2 separate regions of the Rattus norvegicus genome follow, and region 1 is linked to region 2. The links are chromatin contacts, called in public Hi-C maps. All regions are on one chromosome and are shown on one strand. The core of a region is the stretch at or near the end of the contact, and the rest is flanking DNA. Distances in the headings are between cores, read along the strand shown.

What was found. Hi-C and Micro-C count contacts between places; a contact is called where the count stands out from the background.
Region 1: a Hi-C map of Schwann cells shows a contact between it and region 2, with 2.4 times the contacts expected there. The contact joins the enhancer-like site here to the promoter of Tnc in region 2. A contact is called at or near these places in 1 of 12 Hi-C or Micro-C datasets (Schwann cells) and 1 of 1 datasets of contacts at active chromatin or transcription factors (oligodendrocytes).

Annotation. Positions count from the first base shown.
Region 1 is chr5:82,583,868-82,588,883 of GRCr8, forward strand. No RefSeq gene overlaps it. Among named protein-coding and RNA genes, the nearest start is that of Tnc, 110 kb to the left of the region's middle. Within about 2 kb of position 2,489, at least 11 of the 93 cell types and tissues checked have an H3K27ac peak or open chromatin away from gene starts, as enhancers often do. A contact at or near this core is called in Schwann cells, where this site is marked.
Region 2 is chr5:82,473,370-82,478,645 of GRCr8, forward strand. It overlaps Tnc (tenascin C), which reads right to left and starts at 2,762. Exons shown (of 26, transcript NM_053861.2): 1 at 2,589-2,762.

The DNA of each region.
Region 1 (5,016 bases), core at 1,239-3,738, 110 kb after region 2:
TGCCAAGGTGTTTGAAGACTTTTAGGTCCCTACTCTGATTTGACTGGAAGCTAAAACTGTTTTCAGTATCCCTCTTGCCAAAGAACCCTTCAATGTCCCCTTAAGTCAAATATCTGAGATACATTTTATGCTCTGAAAAACAAATCCTACCCTTCTAACAGACTTCTTCCTTTATAAATGGCTATGCTAGCAAAGACTAGACTCATCCCAGGGGAAATAAATCAACAGCCTTGACCTCCTTTGCTTCTGTGCATTACAGATGTTCAGCATCTGACAGTCTGCTCTATCATATGCCCACAAGGACAAGGGCCAGGACTTTGGGGATTAATCAGCTGAGAGAAGCTGGGCCTGACAGTTCTTGTTTCTGATGAGCAGGTGATATTTATAAATAGCATCTCATGTCCAGTCTTCAAGATTTGCTTGTTCCAAGGTGACAATTTTAACCTGCGTTCCTCCTGACTCATCCCCTTAGTGCTCCACTCAACAGTCTACTGCAAACTTAATCTGCCTTTGCTATTCCATAGTTCTGATGTATACTGTTCCTTGGGACAAGCTTATGACACCTTGAGAGCAAGATGGCATCTAAGGTTGCTTGTGTTGCTGAGTTTTCAACAGTGCTGCTTTCTGTGACTCAAGGTTAGTCACAAAGCCCACTCATATTTGGGAAAAAGGTAAGTAGCTGCTGCTAGGTCAGATCACAAAGAAACCCAGGTGCGAGGGTGCACATAAAAATCATTTAAATAAACTATCTTCCTGAAGCAAACATTATGCATTTGAACAATTCCAGTTTTCACTACCTGAGGGATACTCTGCACAAGGAGTAAAGAGTTATGCTGTAAGAAATTCATTGCAAACAAAACAACTGTGGAAACAAATCACCAAACTTAAGGGCTCAGATGTAGATGAACTGAAGAGATTCATGCTATAGAATAGTATGACATTTTAAAATGAGATGTTACTATGCACGTTCATAGTACATGCACCAGCATGCTCAGATCTTCTGTGATGAAATAAGTAAGTTACAAGTCAGTACACATGTGAAGAATAAATGTGTAAGAGTATGTGTTCCAGCAGTAAACGTATCTATAGGTAAATAGATAGATTCTAGTCCATGAGCTTATAACTGTCCCACTCTGGGTAGCACTAGGTTAGTAGTTCTCGGCTGGGAGTGATTTATACCACCAGATACTCTGCCATGTCTGAAAAGAAAATTTTCATGTTGTCACCATGACTCCAGGTAAGTGGGGCATTGCTGCTGGGATCTAATTCATGGAGGGTGATAAATGTCATGGTGTAGGGAAACAGCAAGGTACTGCTAAGAATTGTACAGCAAAATTAATTGTGCTAAGATTGAGAAGGGCTCCTTTTAGTCACAGGATATTCTGAAACCCAGACATTTAGAGTGTGCATTACATATTGTACTTGTGTATCTAATAGGTAATCTATTCCACTTGACCTGTCTGTATAAAACACTTTTTAGGGGGTACATATACACGTAAGCTCGACTCTCCCTCCCACACTGGTCTTCCACTTGTCAGAACTTGGCAACTCTCCCCTGAGAACTCATTTGTCTCTCTTTTCTCATCTGCTCCAGGAACAGAACCTGTCAGCTCTACCTCTAAGCCATGTCCTAAATGAACTATTTATACCCTCTGTCGCTTCTCTATCATCAGAATCAGGTCACCTTCACTTTGTCTCTAAACCACAGGAGGAGGGTTCAATGGGTGAGAGAGGCTGTGACCCTATGGGCAGGAAAGTGAGTTGCAGAAAGAATGAACAGTCTTAGGGAAGTCTAACCTCCAAGGGAGTCTCAGCCAGGAATAGAGCATTGAGACTGCCCCCATTTTGATAGTAGGAGAAAATGTTAAATTAGATGAATAAAAAGCTTTCTTGGGAAGGCAGCCAACTGATTTTCAGGGGGCCCGAGCTGTTTTTCGCATGGGCTAATCAGACATTGTGAGCTGGATTTAGTCAGAGGGTACAGTATTCTCATTGTCAGGGTGGCTCTATGATCTGTAGTTTGCTATGGCAACATGGAGACTGCCTGGTGCTCTTATGGAGAGGAAATAGCCTTAGACCAAGGAACACATTCAGGTTGGATTGGGGGTTTTATGTTCAGTCAAGAATGGAGTGAAGTAAATGTCTGTGAAGGTTGGTGGGCCTTCGAGTCCAGGTCAGAGGTCAGTTCCCACTCTTAACTCTGGGAAAAATCTGAAGGATTCATTTCTTCATCTGCAAGCTGGGTTTCCTAGTCTTGGCTATAGGATATTGCTTCTTTTGCCATCTCTGTTGGTTAAAGGCTTCTTTGTCTGATGCATCCACACTTGGTAGGTCTTGGAACTGGGTACTGCCATGGGAAGACGTAGAAGATAATAGAACACCATGCTGTAACTGAGAGAATGAGGATGTGACTCACTCCTCAGCATCCTCTCACACTACCTCGGCCAGTAACCAAGAGGGTGGATAAAGTCTCAATTAGCATCTAATGACATCACCCTCTATATCACCACATTGTTTAGCTTTAGAACTCCAGCCTGTAAGCTCTGGGTTACCACCCACAGTCACTTAGTGACTATTTCTTTAACCATCTTGGGGAAAAATAAAACTCCCCACAGCCTGTGACCTGTGCCCTCTGAGTGGCTTTCATTTCTTTTTGCCATTACACTCTTGGCTTGCCACTCAATAGAATGGACGCTTTATTGAAGCAGCGATCTTACTGCCATTAGGAGCTCTATAGCTAATCCCTATAACTTAGGGTATGGCACATGGCAAGTTCCAATGGCCCTAATTGCTTAATGGTCAAATGAAATTTGATGGTTAATTGAAATAAACTAATAATAAATTATGTCAAAAGAATTTTTGACATAATGCAAAATACACAATATGCTTTCAATAAAGCGGGTTATAGGTGTAGCACGGATATTCCCTTCAGCCGTCTGCAGCCTTTCCACCCTCACACAAACCATTCATCACACTTCTTTTGAGTTAGTCTTAATACTGCATGTCCTCTTGTGTGCATGGCATGAAATTCTTTGTTTTGTAGTATGTAATTAGGATGTTTGAAGTATGTGACTAGTGGTTTTTGGTTCATTCACCCAGTTGTACAAGCACCATTCAGTTTATTTTTAGAACACACAGAAAGAAAATTTGTGCCTTTCCATAGTCCTGTCTGTAGTCATTGCACCCTATAGATTTTTACCTGCAACTGGATGCTTATATTTATACCTACAACTGGATGTGATTTTGCATGTTGTTCACATGTAAGTGTTATCAAGGGAGGGCTATTGTACATATCTGTATATTAAAGTGACAAGGCTAAAGGGGGCACACTGGATGTCCTGCTCTATCAGTCTTTACCCTGTTTCTTAGAGACAATGTCTCTTTCCCGTGCTTAGTATTCTGTAGCTAGAATGCCTGACCAGCAAGCTTCAGAGATGTTTCTGTCTCTCTACTCTGCCAAGAGGGGGAATTGCCTGTACGTATGGCCCCAAGCAGATTATATGTGGATCACACTCTGAACTCAGGTCCCCATGCTTCTGTGATAGGTACTCTTACTTACTGAGCCATCTCCCCAGTCCCTCTAATAGATACTTTTTACAAATAAAATGATGAAATGCATGCCTTTTTATACCTGACTACTTTTATTTACAATGTCATCAACATTCATTTATGCTACAGAATGTATCAATACATCAGTCCTGTTTATAGTGGGAAAACATTACAGCATATTGAAGCACATTTCTATACAAAAAGCTTGCAGATACATGTTCACACACTGGTGTCCACACATCTCATTACTCATAATAACTGAAGGTGAAATGGCCCAGTGGTTACCTCTTAATGAATAGATTGTTTATTGAAGTCTTTGCGCTTTGGTCATAAGAGCTGAGTCTTTAAAAATAATACTATACATTATTGTTATATAAACATATGCATGTGAGAGCATGACTGGCACAGTGCAGGTGTGGTGGTCAGAAAACAACTCTCAGGAATCAGTCCTCTCCTTCCACATGTCTGTGGGTTCCTGAGATCAAAATTAGTTTGTCAAGTTTGCATAGCAAATTTCTTTTTTTCTCTGAGACATCTTGATAGGCTACAACTACGTATGATTTAAAATATGTTTGTACATAACAGGCTTAGTTAAATGTTTGCTTGATGAATGGATGAATGAATGAATGAATGAATGGCTGCTCCTGCTATAATATACAAGAATTGATGATTATATCTTGTTATCATAATAGAAATGATGATATTAAAGATGATGGACTTGGTCTTGATTCAACTCGGCTAGGCTTCTGATTTTTTTCTAGACTTCAGTTCCCTTATTAATAAAATGCATCTGACAGTATTGGGTATGACCATGAATAACTTATCCTCATGTATAACTTAGTTCATTGAGACTGTCTGCAAGACCAACTATAAACAGCCTTACAGCAGGTAGTAAGTAGGTGATTAAGTTGTGGACCAGTAACTGAAAGTGAAGTGTAAATTGCTTAAGAATTTTATCAAGTGAATTTCTAGTTCTGTAAGATCTACAGGTGCATTTGTTCTCTTGTATAGCATTAAATCAGTTATATAATATTATAGTATATAAGTCTCCAAGGAAAGACTGTGGTTGAGACTCATTTACTTTTGGATCATAATGCACACTTCTGTGTCCTTAATGTCAACAAAAGTCACTCAATTACAAGTTTGAAAAGGCAGCATGGTATCTTTATTGTTATGACTTCAGTGACAAGCAGAGTAGTGCTCCATTAATGTTTTGTAGGTGGCTAAAGAAAGACCATATTTGATATAAAAGGAGCCACTAGTTCCACTGTGAACTTGAGAATCCAATGTTCAATAAACCTTGAATCCTATAACAACATCAAAGACTAGGGTTGGAATCATGAAAGGAGACTGTGTCCTGGGAATAAATATATTCTCTAGCTCAACTTTCTGAAGAAAGGTAAAATCTTATGCAGACTGACCCCTCTCATGACAAGACTACTCTCTCTGTGGACTACTTTCTTATGA
Region 2 (5,276 bases), core at 1,512-4,011:
GGTTATGTGATCAGGCTATTGCTGTATTTATGGGTGGCCACAGTCTGCCCAGAGGGGCATATTTTGTCAGAAAGGAAGTGCTTTCCTTCTGAGGGCTATTCAAGAAGCTGACACATTGAAAAGAAGCACAGCCTCCAAACAAAGACATGGGTTTATATTCTGGCCCCTCACTTGAGTTCTAAGACCCAATCTCTCTGCTCTGGGCATCTCTTTGTCTCACAAGTACACCCATGGTCCAGGGACACACTATGATCATTTGGTACCATATGCACTGGTTAACTCTAGGCTGGCCCTGGTGGTTACTGACCTTGATTGAAATAACCAACCTTTCTTAAGCCTCTAAAATTTCTGTCTCCTGTTTCATTTAGGGAACTGTCCTTACTCCTGTAGCTGCTGGAGTTCAGAACTCTGACCTGAATAGGCACTGCCTAACTGTGAGCCCTGGAGCTGTGTGTCCTGTTGTTTGAAATCTGGTGAAAATGTTTCAGGGGATGAATAATGGCTTTGGGTCTTTTAACCCCTTGTTATTGCATACAGCCTCATGCGTACCTATCAGAAACTTGTGTTTTGTTCAGAATTTATTAATACATGCCTCTCTTGTTAAAGCAGACAAACATTTGTTTAGAACACTAACCTTGAAAGTATCTGTGATCTAGTAACAAGGTAAACAGAAATGTCTCTGTCTATTGACCTCTTACGATGTGTCAAGAGCCAGTCATATCTATATGAGGTGCATGCCACAGAGACCCAGGAGAGGTTAACTCCTAACCCTCTTTGTAGGAGTGACAAAGCTGATGGATGGAAATCTTGTCACCTCTTGAGACAGGGTAAAGAGAGGCCAAGAGCATGAAACTGGGTGTTTTGAACAAAGGAGGGGTGGGTGATTGCGGAGCTTGACTACACCCTTTTCAGTGCTCTTTCTCCTGCTCACACCATTTGAGTAACCCAGAGGATATTCGCACCCTGCACCAGCTTCTTTCCCCAGATAGGGTCACATTCTTGGAATGTACAAAGCCAAGGCATACTGCCACCCATGCCCTGCGAAAGGCTTGGTTCACAGGACAGGAGTGCTTTCCATCAGCTTCTTTAGAGCGAGCATACTTCTCACCAGCCTGGGTGAGCTTTGTTATATCTCAGGACCAGGTGGTGGTGGGGGGGCAGTTTTCATTTCTAAGGTACATATGGGAAAGCTCTATAAAACCAAGAAAAGGGGATTCACAAAAACAGAAGAAAGAGACATTCACTCTTAATGAGAGCTCCCAGTCCAGTTCACCCTCTGATGCAAAGAATCGGATTCCAAAGAACCGTCAGCCACACAGCAGTCCATAGCCAGGCACCTGAGCCTGTGATTGCCTGAGGACCTTCTGGAGTCAGAACTCTACACTCACATGAAGCCCCAGGCTGCCACCTTTCCTCCTAATGGTGCCAACACAACCCCTTGCTTGTAAAATACATGCCAGGCTAGCAGAGCAGGCACTCTGAGATCAGACAAGATAAAAAGGGGAGGGTAAGCAGACACACTCCAAAACTGGGTAAGTGGTGCTTTTCACTTCCAGAGTGATGGCAGCTTTGGGCCATGACAGAGATGGCCCAGTTGCTAATTTGATCTTTTTGTTCCTCACTTGCTCTTCACTATAAGGGGAGCTGTTGTCCCCTCTTTAGCGAAGTGGAACCTAAGGTTCACAGAGGTTACATATTTTCCTGGCACATTTATGTTGTGGTGGCACTCCTGGGAATGCCTAAGTCACTTCTAGGGTCAAACCCCAACCTCATAATCCCCCTGTAACACAGATGGCATAGGGGAATCTCTGGGGTCTTTCCGAAGTTCACCAGGGAAGGTGGCTTCCCCCAGCTAGGGAAGATGTTACTGGGATTCTGGGATAAAGTGTGAGGAGGGAGCCCGATTTGGGAGCAATATGGGATTCAGGTGCCTCCAAACCTTCTAACCATGCTCTACCTGAGGTCTGCGAATCAGGAGGTTGTCACCCTGCTTCAAGAACCCAGGGACGTGCCCACGGGTCTCATCTTACAGCCTGTGAGTTGTTCATCTGTGCCCAGAGCTTATCCCCTCGCTCTAGTATCCCAGTTTTTGTCTTTCCCCAGAATGGACACTGAGGATCAAATGGAGAGGGAGGGGAACGAAAGCTGTCAAGTGCTAAGACTGTGGATGTGCAGTTGTGTTCTCCCTGCTTTAATACTCGTCCCACCGCACCATTGCGAGCAAATGCCGCTATAAAATGCTACTTCCCTAACACTCATAAAGGGGAAAATCCACAGGTGAGAATCAACTAGGTCAAAGGTTAAGAGGAAAAGTAAGACTTTTTCCCCAAAGAAAGGCAGAGACAAAAACTTTACCTAAAGTTCCTCTGAATGGTAACTAGTGACAGATCCATACCAAATACAAGACTGCAGGAGAGCAAAGTAGGGAATACCAGGGTGGGCACATCAGATCACACCCGGGAAACACTCTTTTACCCGGCTTGGAAATAAAACAGAAGTGTTATAGTTACAAACCCACACTGTACTGGGCACCGGGAATGCCAGGAGCACACCAGAAAAACCCTGGGAGATGGGATCAACAGACTCACCTATTCCAGGTCGGAGAAATCAAGGTCTCTGGGTGCACCGGCTCAGAGAAGTACCTGGGCGAGTTCCCAAGCGCGCAGTCCCTAGCGTCTCCCCAGCCACTGTCTGTGCCCACCAGAGGCTAGGGTGTGTGTTCAGCGCGCGGGAGAGACGCGTGACAGTAGGCAGGCTGTGGCTGGAGCAGCCAGCTTTGGCTGGCTTATATAGGGAGCTCCTTCCTCTGTAATGGGACGCCTCGCCTCCAGACATCCTTTCCCACTTTTTTTTTTTTTTCAGTTGGTGAGTTAAAGGCACAGCCCTCCCAGCGGAACAGGGTTAGCTCATGAAAGACGCACTCACTCCAGGCGCTCAGCCAGCTAACGGACCATTTGCATACAATTTATAGTGAAGAAAAAAAAAGTAGGAATTTCAGCTCCCTCCGCCCCCGCAGAGTAGTTGTTAGTGAAGTGTGATTTTTGCATTGCTCCACAAACGCGTATTCTAATTGTGAAACCGAAGCCTTGAGAGCAGGGATGAGAGGGAACTGGATCCTGGCTATGCTCCTGGACTTGAGCAAGCTGGAAACACGACCTGGGCTTCCTTGGGCTCTGGGCAGCAGCTGCGGGGTGGCACCTCAGAGAAAGCCCGAGGGCTGAACCCAGTTCCTGGAAAGAGGAGCTCGAGGAGGGTTGAGCAAAGCCAGGGCAGTTCAGGTTTCTCTTGGCTAGTTTGGAGATAACCCAAGATTAGTTCTCAGCAGGTGGGAACCATACTGGGAGCTTAGAAGAGTGAGCTCTTCGGGGTGCCCAGCTGCCTGGGGGAATCATTACAGATCCCAATGTCCCCCAGGAGTCACTTTTTGACATTGTTTATGCCATATGCTAAGTGCCTTCCACTTAGTAGGGTCTACTAAGTCTGGTGGCTCCTGAACCTCCTGCGCTCCCAGTGTACCTAGGTGCTGAGTGACTTTTTATTTCTTTTAGAGAAGCACTAATACATTTTAAGCCGTAACAACTTCATCTTTGAGGTTGAAGTCCTCCGTTAGTATGTTATATTATCCTCGGGGAACCTGGGGCTAAACTCGTGGTACTTCTGGGCTTGTTTGGGACAGTGCTTGTACCCTGCAATTTAGAGAAGCAGTTTAAAAGCCATCAGGGGTCTGTGTCTGGGAAGCATTAAGACCTCATGGCTCCATGACACATTAGTGATCAGAAACAGTGAGTGAGACTGTCACACTAGTACAGGCACAGCTGCTTTGTTGGACTGTGGAAAATACATCTCTCTGTTCTGTAATTTAGAAGAGACTTATGATATTTTAATTAACAACCAGTATCGGAAATTTCAACTCTCCACTACGGTTGATACCATCCTTCAGCCGTTATCATAACATTTAGTCTCAGTTTCTCTGGTAGAATAAAGCTAGTCAAAATTAGGCTCTCCCTACGGCAGCACTGATTCCAGGACTCTAAGATTCTCAGCTTAAGTGACCCCACCCCACACCCTTCAGACATCAAAAACATCCATAAATAGTCATGTCATAAAACGACTCATTTGAACTTTTAAACCATTTGGGCTGATTCAGATGCTCGTAGCTTTGGGAATTTTTTTCATTCTGCATGTTAGCCAAAACATATTTCAGTGGCACGAGCCTGCCTTTCTACCAGTAGTGAGTGTTTCCATGCTTCTAGGCTTTGCTAAGTAGACCCAGGTTACCTCTTCTCAGTGAGCAAATAAAGTGTTAGGCAGGCACTTATTTACTCCTTGTGTCCCATGAGCTACGCTTATACACAATATATGATCAATTTACTTGTAACTAATTATATAGACCTGAACAAGGCATTTAAATAAGTTGAGAGTGTCTGCTAAAAGCCTGTGTGATTAATAGGGCTTCTTCTAAGAATGTTCCGGACCTGAGATCCCTGGTCCCCAACAATTCTTAGTGTTCTATAGTCAATCATGAATTCACAGCTACCACAAACTGCTTAATCTATTACTGGAAAGCAAAGCCAAATGGGCGGCCCTGAGAGGGGAAACAGCCAGAGATCCTGACACTTAAGAATGTAGCCATCAGCTGTTATAGAAGTGTGTCACACGACACTGTAGACACATCTTTTTTTCCCCATTAATTTATTTATTCACTTCTCATCCCAATATCCAGCCTCCCTCTCCTCCCAATATCCCTCCCACAGCTCCCATCCCTTCCCTTCCTCTGGGAAAGAGGGGTGGGCAGACCCTGGGTGTCAACCCACCCTGGGCACATCAAGTCTCTGCAGGTGAATTTTCCCCCACTGAGAACAGACAAGGTGGCCCAGCTAGAAGAATGGGATCCGCAGACAAGAAACAGATTCAGGGGCAGCCTCTGCTCCAGTTATGGGGAGGGGTGCACATGAAGACCATGCTGCACATCTGCTGGTACATATGTGCTACTTATGCCCTAGGTCTAGCCCATGCTATCTCCTTGGCTGATGGTTCAGTCTCTGCTTTACTGCAATCTACTTGTAAAATGAATGTTCAGCAGGTTATGGAGGCTCAGTCCTTTGTAATCCTGGAGTGAGGATCATCATGAGTCTGAGGCCAGCCTGCGCTGTAGACTGAAACCTTTTCTCAAAGACAAACAGAACCCACCATACAAAACCCACAAGAACAAACAAGGGCAAGAAACCCTTTCACTACCAACAAAAAAAGTTTTCTCCAAAAATGCTGCCAAACAT